2 separate regions of the Mus musculus genome follow, and region 1 is linked to region 2. A link is a contact called in public Hi-C data. All regions are on one chromosome and are shown on one strand. The core of a region is the stretch at or near the end of the contact, and the rest is flanking DNA. Distances in the headings are between cores, read along the strand shown.

Region 1 (3,779 bases), core at 234-2,733, 140 kb before region 2:
AAAGCTGCTCTGAATTACATTAAAATTCACGTCATGGAAAATGAAGTAATACAGTTGACTGGGGAGGAAGGTAATTTATCATTTTATTTGGCTGATGAATAATCCATGATCATAATTTTTCTAAAATTAAATCTGAATATATAGAGATTCAGAACACCTTAATGCCTAGTCTTATCACGTGGGTAAGTCTGTTTCATCAAAGTAAAACTCTAAAATTACCTCGATTCTTTATCCTAATTATCTAACATATCAATGGCTTCTTCTGCTAACAGTTTCATAATTCTTCCATAAAGAAATGTTAGGCTCTTTGCCCCATCTACTGCGAGGATGAAGACCATTCTCAGCAATCAGACTGTGGACATTCCAGAGAATGTCGAAATCACTCTGAAGGGGCGCACAGTCATTGTGAAGGGCCCCAGGGGGACTCTGCGGAGGGACTTCAATCACATCAACGTGGAGCTGAGTCTTCTTGGGAAGAAGAAGAAAAGGCTCCGGGTTGACAAATGGTGGGGTAACAGAAAGGAACTGGCCACCGTCAGGACCATCTGCAGTCATGTTCAGAACATGATCAAGGGTGTCACGCTGGGCTTCCAATACAAGATGCGGTCTGTGTACGCTCACTTCCCCATCAACGTCGTCATCCAGGAGAATGGCTCTTTGGTTGAAATCCGAAATTTCTTGGGTGAAAAATACATCCGCAGGGTTCGGATGAGGACAGGTGTGGCTTGTTCTGTCTCTCAAGCCCAGAAGGATGAGTTAATCCTTGAAGGAAATGACATTGAACTTGTTTCAAATTCAGCTGCCCTGATTCAGCAAGCCACAACAGTTAAAAACAAGGATATCAGGAAGTTTTTGGACGGCATCTATGTGTCTGAGAAGGGAACTGTGCAGCAGGCTGACGAGTGAGGAGGCCTCAGTTCCTGGCCCCAGAAACGAGATCCTGACCACATGAACAATTTGGGCTCTTTTGGGAGAATAAAAGACTTATATATTGAAAAAAAAAAAAAAAAAAAAGAAATGTTAGTAAAAATGTGTAGCATAAAGGCAAGTAAGAAAGCCTGATTGTTCTTGCCTGTAAGCTCAGTACTCAGGAGACGGAGGCAGGGGATTCACTGAGTTCAGAGTCAGCCTGAGCTACATAGTGAGACCCTATCTCAGAGCAACCACAGCAACAACAACAACAAAAAAAAACGAGTCAAACATAAAGACAAAGGAAAATACTATGTTTTGTGGGATGAATCCTCAGTGAGCATGTGCTGTGATATGAGCACAGCCACATCAAGGCTCTCAGTGCTTCACACCCACGGGGGTGGCAAAGCCTTCTTTGGGTCAGGCTTCAGTGGCAGAGCCTCCTGGTCCACGGATGTTAAGGAGGATTGACATTTAGCTAAAGTGGCATATGCAGAAACTATCACCCACAGCCTCTGATGACTGCAGCCTGAAACTGCTCCTCCTACTGAGATAAGCTGGCCCACATCCTCCCCATTCAGCTGTACATATAACCTCACCTCTTTGTTCAACCTTGTACTGTAAACCCACCTCCAGGATCAGCAGTGTGTGCGCGCATACACACACACACACACACACACACACACACACACACACACACACACACACACACATGAGCTGAATTCTTAGGCTGATGGTGTCTCTATTACAGCACATTGCCCAGCTAATCACAATCTTTATGTACACATGTATGCCCTTCATTCCCTTGTCACCTCAGTTGGGTCAGCCTCAAAGCCAGGCAGGTAGTTGTAATCCCACTCCCTACCCCCATTCCTGGGATTTAACCCAGGACATCACACATGCCGAGCAACTGCAGTACCACTGAGCTATAGCCCAGGCTCACTGGGGAAAAGCACTTGAATAGAAACATCTCAGAGGATGAAAACTTTGTTTCAGAAGAGTGAATGACAGAGTTATGAAAGCTTCATACAATTTGAATTTGTTAAATCTTAGCAAAGCCCCAGCTTACTCTGCATGCATTAAAAAAAATAGACTATAATCTGAATAGCTAGCTTCTGGGGTAAGAATAGATTTAAGTGACTATAGAAGACAGGCATTGCAGAGCAAGCATGTTGATAATGACTGGAGAGAGGGCGCAGTGCTTAAGAGTACATGTTACTCTTCCAGAAGACCTGAGTTTGAGTTCCTGCACCTATGTCAAGCATCTCACAGCCACCTGTAACCCAGCTCCAGGAGATCTGACAGCTCTGCCTCAGTGGGCACCTGACTCCTGTGCACATGAGCCCACTCCCCACAGGCACACACATATACTTAATTTCATTATAATAAAATAATCAAAAAAGCGTCCTCTAGAATAGAAATACTGGGAGTATCTTGGGGAAAAGTGTTTACTGCTCTAGTTGGTGGCATGAATGGTAGAGTGGGATCTAAAAGACGAGGTGGACTCAACTCATGCTTTATTCAGAGCATCGGACAAGTTATACTCTGAGAGTTAAGAAGAGTCACCTGAGTAAAGTGTGCAATCACGAGGGAAATATTTTTCCCATAGAGGCACAAGAATAACAACTAAAGCAAACTTGCTCCTATCTTTTACACCTGGGAGGAGCATGAAAACATAACCCAAGAACACTTCCATGTTCAGAAGAATCCGAGGTTACAAGACTTGTATTCTGATTTCTTGGAGTTTTCTCACAACCATTCAGAGATCTCACAAATCTCCATTCTTGGACTGTGTTCCAACAGAAAAGAAATAGAATATGGGACTTATTTATGTACTTATTTTCTCAAACAGTATGTTTTGAACATATTTTTTTCTCCTCTCCAAGTTTTTCCAGATTCTTCTCACATCTCCATCCACACAACGCCTGCCATTTTCTCCCTTTCCTCTCTCCCTCAAAAGAAAATAAACAGAATAGAAAATAGAAATCCAGTGAGGCAAAAGGAAGGGAGAGGGAGGGAGAAAGGAAGGAAAAAAAGAAAAAGAAAAAGCCACAGCAAAAACATGGAGTCCATTTTGTGTTGGCCAACAGCTCTTGGGCCTGGGCTACTCTGGAGGATGGTTGATATACCAGTGACTCTCCATTTGAACAAACCGATTTCCCCTCTCCCAGTAGATATCAAATGTGCACATTGTCTATCTCTGTGAGCATATCTGTCTTGCTGTGTCTGAAAGATGCTGTTTCCTTGGTCCCATCCACACTCTGGCTCCTACACTCTTTCTGCCTTCTCTTCCACATGGATCTTTGAGCCTTGAGGAGACAGGTGATAAAAATATCTCATTTGCTGGGTGGTGGTGGCGCACGCCTTTAATCCCAGCACTTGGGAGGCAGAGGCAGGTAGATTTCTGAGTTCGAGGCCAGCCTAGTCTTCAGAGTGAGTTCCAGGACAGCCAGGGCTACACAGAGAAACCCTGTCTCAAAAAAAAAAAAATCTCATTTATGGCCGGGTGTTCAAAGCCGCCCAGTTGTGTCTCTGTGTTAACTACGATCTACTGCAAGAAGCTTCTATAATGAATGACGATCCAACTTGAGTCCAAATCTAGAGCCAGGGCAATGTGGAAAATCTTGATTATCCTGATAATTCCTTCCATAATAAGTTATAGTCATGACCCTTTTTATTGCTGTATTCATTACACACAGTACTGATTACATGAGGGTGTTTCCATGCAGGTTTACAGTGTACTTTGAGCGTGCTCCCGGATTTATGCCCTACCTCATCCTCTCTTTTGCTTTCTTTCTCCTGTACACTTTCTCTTCTACTTTCGTGTCACATATACATGTATAGTTGTACATGTCTATGTAAAATTTAAG
Region 2 (3,940 bases), core at 472-2,971:
CTCAAACAACTTACAACACCCATGAGGCAGCAATATGAATGAACAAAGGCCTAGCATCTTGTCAGATCTTGAAACTTTTAAACAATACATTAAATGAACAATATACAGAGATGTAAAAGTTGCCTGTTTCTGGAAAATGCAAGCTCTAGGAGACGTGTGCTGGCTGAGGATGTGACTCTCTCCCCTCTTCTCCTCCATGGAAAAGCATGTTTGAAAATCATTTGAAGTCCATGTGCCTGTGTGTTTATGTTTTGTCTTTTCTGATGTGTCGAAAACAAGAATCCCAAACTGGGATCCTTCCAGGCTGGAGGGCAACACAAGCTGGCGACAAGTGTCAGAAGACAGGTAACATCGGGGACTGAATGTGTCACATGCCAGGGAGCCTGATGTCCCCTCTAACTAGAGCAGATGCCACTTAGAGCCTGTTTCTCATTGCCAGGAAGTAGCCCTGGTGGGGAAGTGCCTGTGACAGATTGTCCAGTTTTCCAGTTTTCATGGAAATCTGGATTTCTACGTAACTTAGTAAAAACCTTAACACCATTGCTACATGGGTCAAACTAACCTGCCTTGTTGTTTGGTTTCCTTTAGGTTCATGGGTCATCATTTGGAATGTTCTCCATTCTTACCTTTGAAAGTGTTATGTCAGCCGGGTGTAGTGGCACATGCCTTTAGTCCCAGCACTCGGGAGGCAGAGGCAGGTGAATTTCTGAGTTCGAGGCCAGCCTGGTCTACAGAGTGAGTTCCAGGACAGCCAGGACTATACAGAGAAAATCGTGAGCCTCCTCACGCTAGTATTAATCCCCAGCCCAAACAGCTCAGACATGGAACGTCATCACATCAGCTTCTAAAATTGCTCCCCAAGGAAGAGGGTGAAGGTTTCTGGGCCAAACAGAGGTGAAGGCATAGAGCCCGTGTCATTCCCAGGACTCAGTAGCTCATGGCAGAAAGGAAGGAATGAGAGGTGCGTTATTCTATTCTCCCAGTGGTGGAACTGGAATTCTGATTCATCTGTGGGTTGGCTCACAAGTCTGTGCCCCTTGACCACTTATGCAGATGGTGTAAACAACATAAAGGTAGCTTCCCCAGTCCTTGCCCAGTGTCTGCTCTGAACATGCAGCTGTAGGAGGATTTAGTGCTGCCTACATGCTTGTTACTGTCATCTGCTTAGAGGCAGCACAAGAGGCCTTGTAGCAGAATGGGCACTTTTGTTGTCTGTGTGCTGTCCTGGGGATTGGACCTTGGGCCTGACCATGCTAGACACATGCAGAACCACTGAGCTAGAATCCCATGTTTGTTTTCATTAGAGACAGAGTCTCATTAAGTTGCTCTGGCTGGCCTTGAACTCACTTTGTAGCCTTGACTGGTCTTGAACCTATAAGCCTCCTACATCCTGAACAGCTGGGATAAGTATGAGTCAACCTGTCCTGTTGGCTTAGATCAGTGGTTTTCAACCTGTGGGTCGTGAGCCCTTTCACAGAAGTGTTTTTCAGGTATCTTGCATATCAGATATTTACATTACAATTCATAACAGTAGCAAAATTACAGTTATGAAGTAGCAACAAAAATAATTTTATGGTTGGGGGTCATCACAGCATAAGGAACTGTATTAAAGGGTTGCACAACTGGGAAGGGTGAGAAACACTGGCTTGAGGTATAGCCCTTACCCCAAGGTCTGATCTCACTAGTTCAGGCTGGCCTTGTTCCCCATCCTGTGGTTGTTCCTTCTTCCTTCCCTCCCACTTCCCTCCTGTCTTTGTTTTCCTGTAAGCAGCATCTTAGAGCATAGCTCCTAAACAAGACCACACCCTCCCCACCCGGGGAACAGCCTCTGAACACCCAGCATGTGTCTGACAGCAATCTAGTTTCTGCTACTTGCTTTAGAGAAGAGGAGGAGGAGGAAGAGAAGGAAGGGGAGGGGTGGGGAGGGGAGACAGAGGCTGGGTATGTATCTACATGGCTTAGTTATCTGATAAAAAAACAGATCAATGGAAAGTTTCAGAGATTTAACTAAAAAAATCCTTCAAGAAAACCCCATTGATGCTAACTGGCACGCAGCTTCTAGCAAGGGTGGGAAAGCGTCAGGAAAGGGCCAAGGGCATCACGGATCTACTCTTGTTTTCTTTTACTAATCTGATGATCCCTAATACTCTGCCCTTTTTCAACAACAGGGTAAAAAGGTGTTAATTTTTTATTATTATTTTTTTAATTTCTTTATACTGTACTAATGGATATTTCTTACTCTCTTGTCCTCTGTTGCAGTAGGCAATATATATATGTATTGCCTATGGCTGGTGCTACATTTGAATTACAGAATTTGGAGTGGGCTCTAAACAAACTGGGTGTATGGGCACCAGTAAGAACATTCTGGGTTTTGATGTTAAATGCGATCTATCTGGTGGCCATCAGGGACACAACCTTCAGTGTAAAGCCAAGAGATTGTTCTTCTTGACTCTTAATTCTTTCATGGTCCTTAATTGTTCTACCTTCAAATGTGTTCTTAGAACAAATAGTTCCAGGCCAGTCCCAACAGCCATGGGTCTTCCATAAGGCAGCTGACTTCAGTTGTGCTTGAACTGGGACCAAACCGTGTAAGTCCTAACTGTCCCCCAGAGGTAGCCGGCCAAAGGTGGGCTTTCCCATGTTAAGCTTTGTGGAATGAGTAGCACACAGAAAAAGTACTTGTGTACTCAATTCAGGTCACTACATCCAGCTGGAGTTTGACATGCTGCAGTTTTTTATCAGAAGCATTTAATGCAAAGGATCTCCCAGGGCCCAGCTTCTTGCCTAGCCCCAAGTCCCTTCCAGCAGGATTTGCTTATTTGGAAGCTCCACTCTCACTTTTCCTGATCTTGGCCCTTTTCCTGCCCTGTGATGTGCACAGTTCAACTGTATCTGTCACTTCCTTGAAGCAGCGTTTTTTTCCCCCTGCTTCATACGTGACAGATCCTTCCCACCTCTTTGAGTGTCTGTCCTGTGTGGTGGATCCAGGAGAGCCAGAGTTTCCTGCTAATTCCAGGGTTTGGTTACAGTGGAGTTAAAGTTTGTGCTGTTATTGCTGGAACAGGCACATGTTTGGGCCCAAGAGCATTGTGTTGGAGGAGAGGTTCTTGAGCTTGGCCCAATATCTGGTGTTTCCCAGGCTCGAGTGGTGCTTTTTTTTTTTTTTTTTTTTTTTTAATTCCCCTAGGCCAGGTCTCTTCAGCCTCTCAGAGAGCTGTTCTTTGGCAGGATCTGGGGAGAGCTGGTCTGGAGCACTTGGGAGCAGGTGTCCCGGCCACTTGTGGCATTTGAGATCGAGTATCAGTGACTTCACTCAAAGCATACACAAGTGTAATCAGAAACGCTGGGCCTGTGGATTCCTGTAACTCAAACCCCAGTCACTATGGGACTGATTGCATAGGAAATGACCTTAAGAAGAACACTTATGTAAGAGGATTTAATGTGGTTTTTCATGTCATAGGATTTTAGAGAGGTTCCTTTCTCCCTGTGTAATATGGTCTTCAGTAGAAGCAGTGAGTGGCCTGTTAGCATGGTATGCTCAGACTGCTTGCCCTGCATGCAGGGAATGCCTTTCCCGTGGGCATCAGGGTGCAGGTTCACACTTGCATTTGGCCAGAGAATGATGGATCTGAATGCAACGATGCCTAGGAACTGACCATGCAGTATCTCACCAGCTGTTAGTACATGTTCTACATGTCAAGTGTAGAACAGAAAGCCACCATCTGGTGAGTACCTCTTAGTTTCTGCTCTGACCTTATCAAGGCATGAGGCCAGTGCCAGGGATGAGCAATCAAAGCTGTCATGGACTTTGGAGCTAAGATTTTTGCATTCTAGGAGGGCCATAGTGGTAAGAAACCATCAATTGCAACTGCGGCTGCACCTTCACCAATGGCCTTCCATGGCCTCTTACAGTGCTGAGCCTCAGCTGCTCTGCGTGACC

The links. A called contact is a pair of places that touch in the nucleus more often than the background predicts.
Region 1: a contact with region 2 is called in a Hi-C map of Th2 cells, with 2.0 times the contacts expected there. A contact is called at or near these places in 1 of 39 promoter capture datasets (pre-B cells), 13 of 484 Hi-C or Micro-C datasets (B cells, the Ba/F3 cell line, CD4 T cells and 8 more), 1 of 130 datasets of targeted methods (the NIH/3T3 cell line) and 3 of 9 other capture datasets (adipose tissue, embryonic stem cells and pancreatic islet).

The regions. Positions count from the first base shown.
Region 1 is chr19:32,463,100-32,466,878 of GRCm38.p6, reverse strand. It overlaps the pseudogene Rpl9-ps6. Among named protein-coding and RNA genes, the nearest start is that of Gm46659, 12 kb to the left of the region's middle.
Region 2 is chr19:32,326,117-32,330,056 of GRCm38.p6, reverse strand. All of the region lies in intron 2 of Sgms1 (sphingomyelin synthase 1), which reads left to right. Among named protein-coding and RNA genes, the nearest start is that of Sgms1, 60 kb to the left of the region's middle.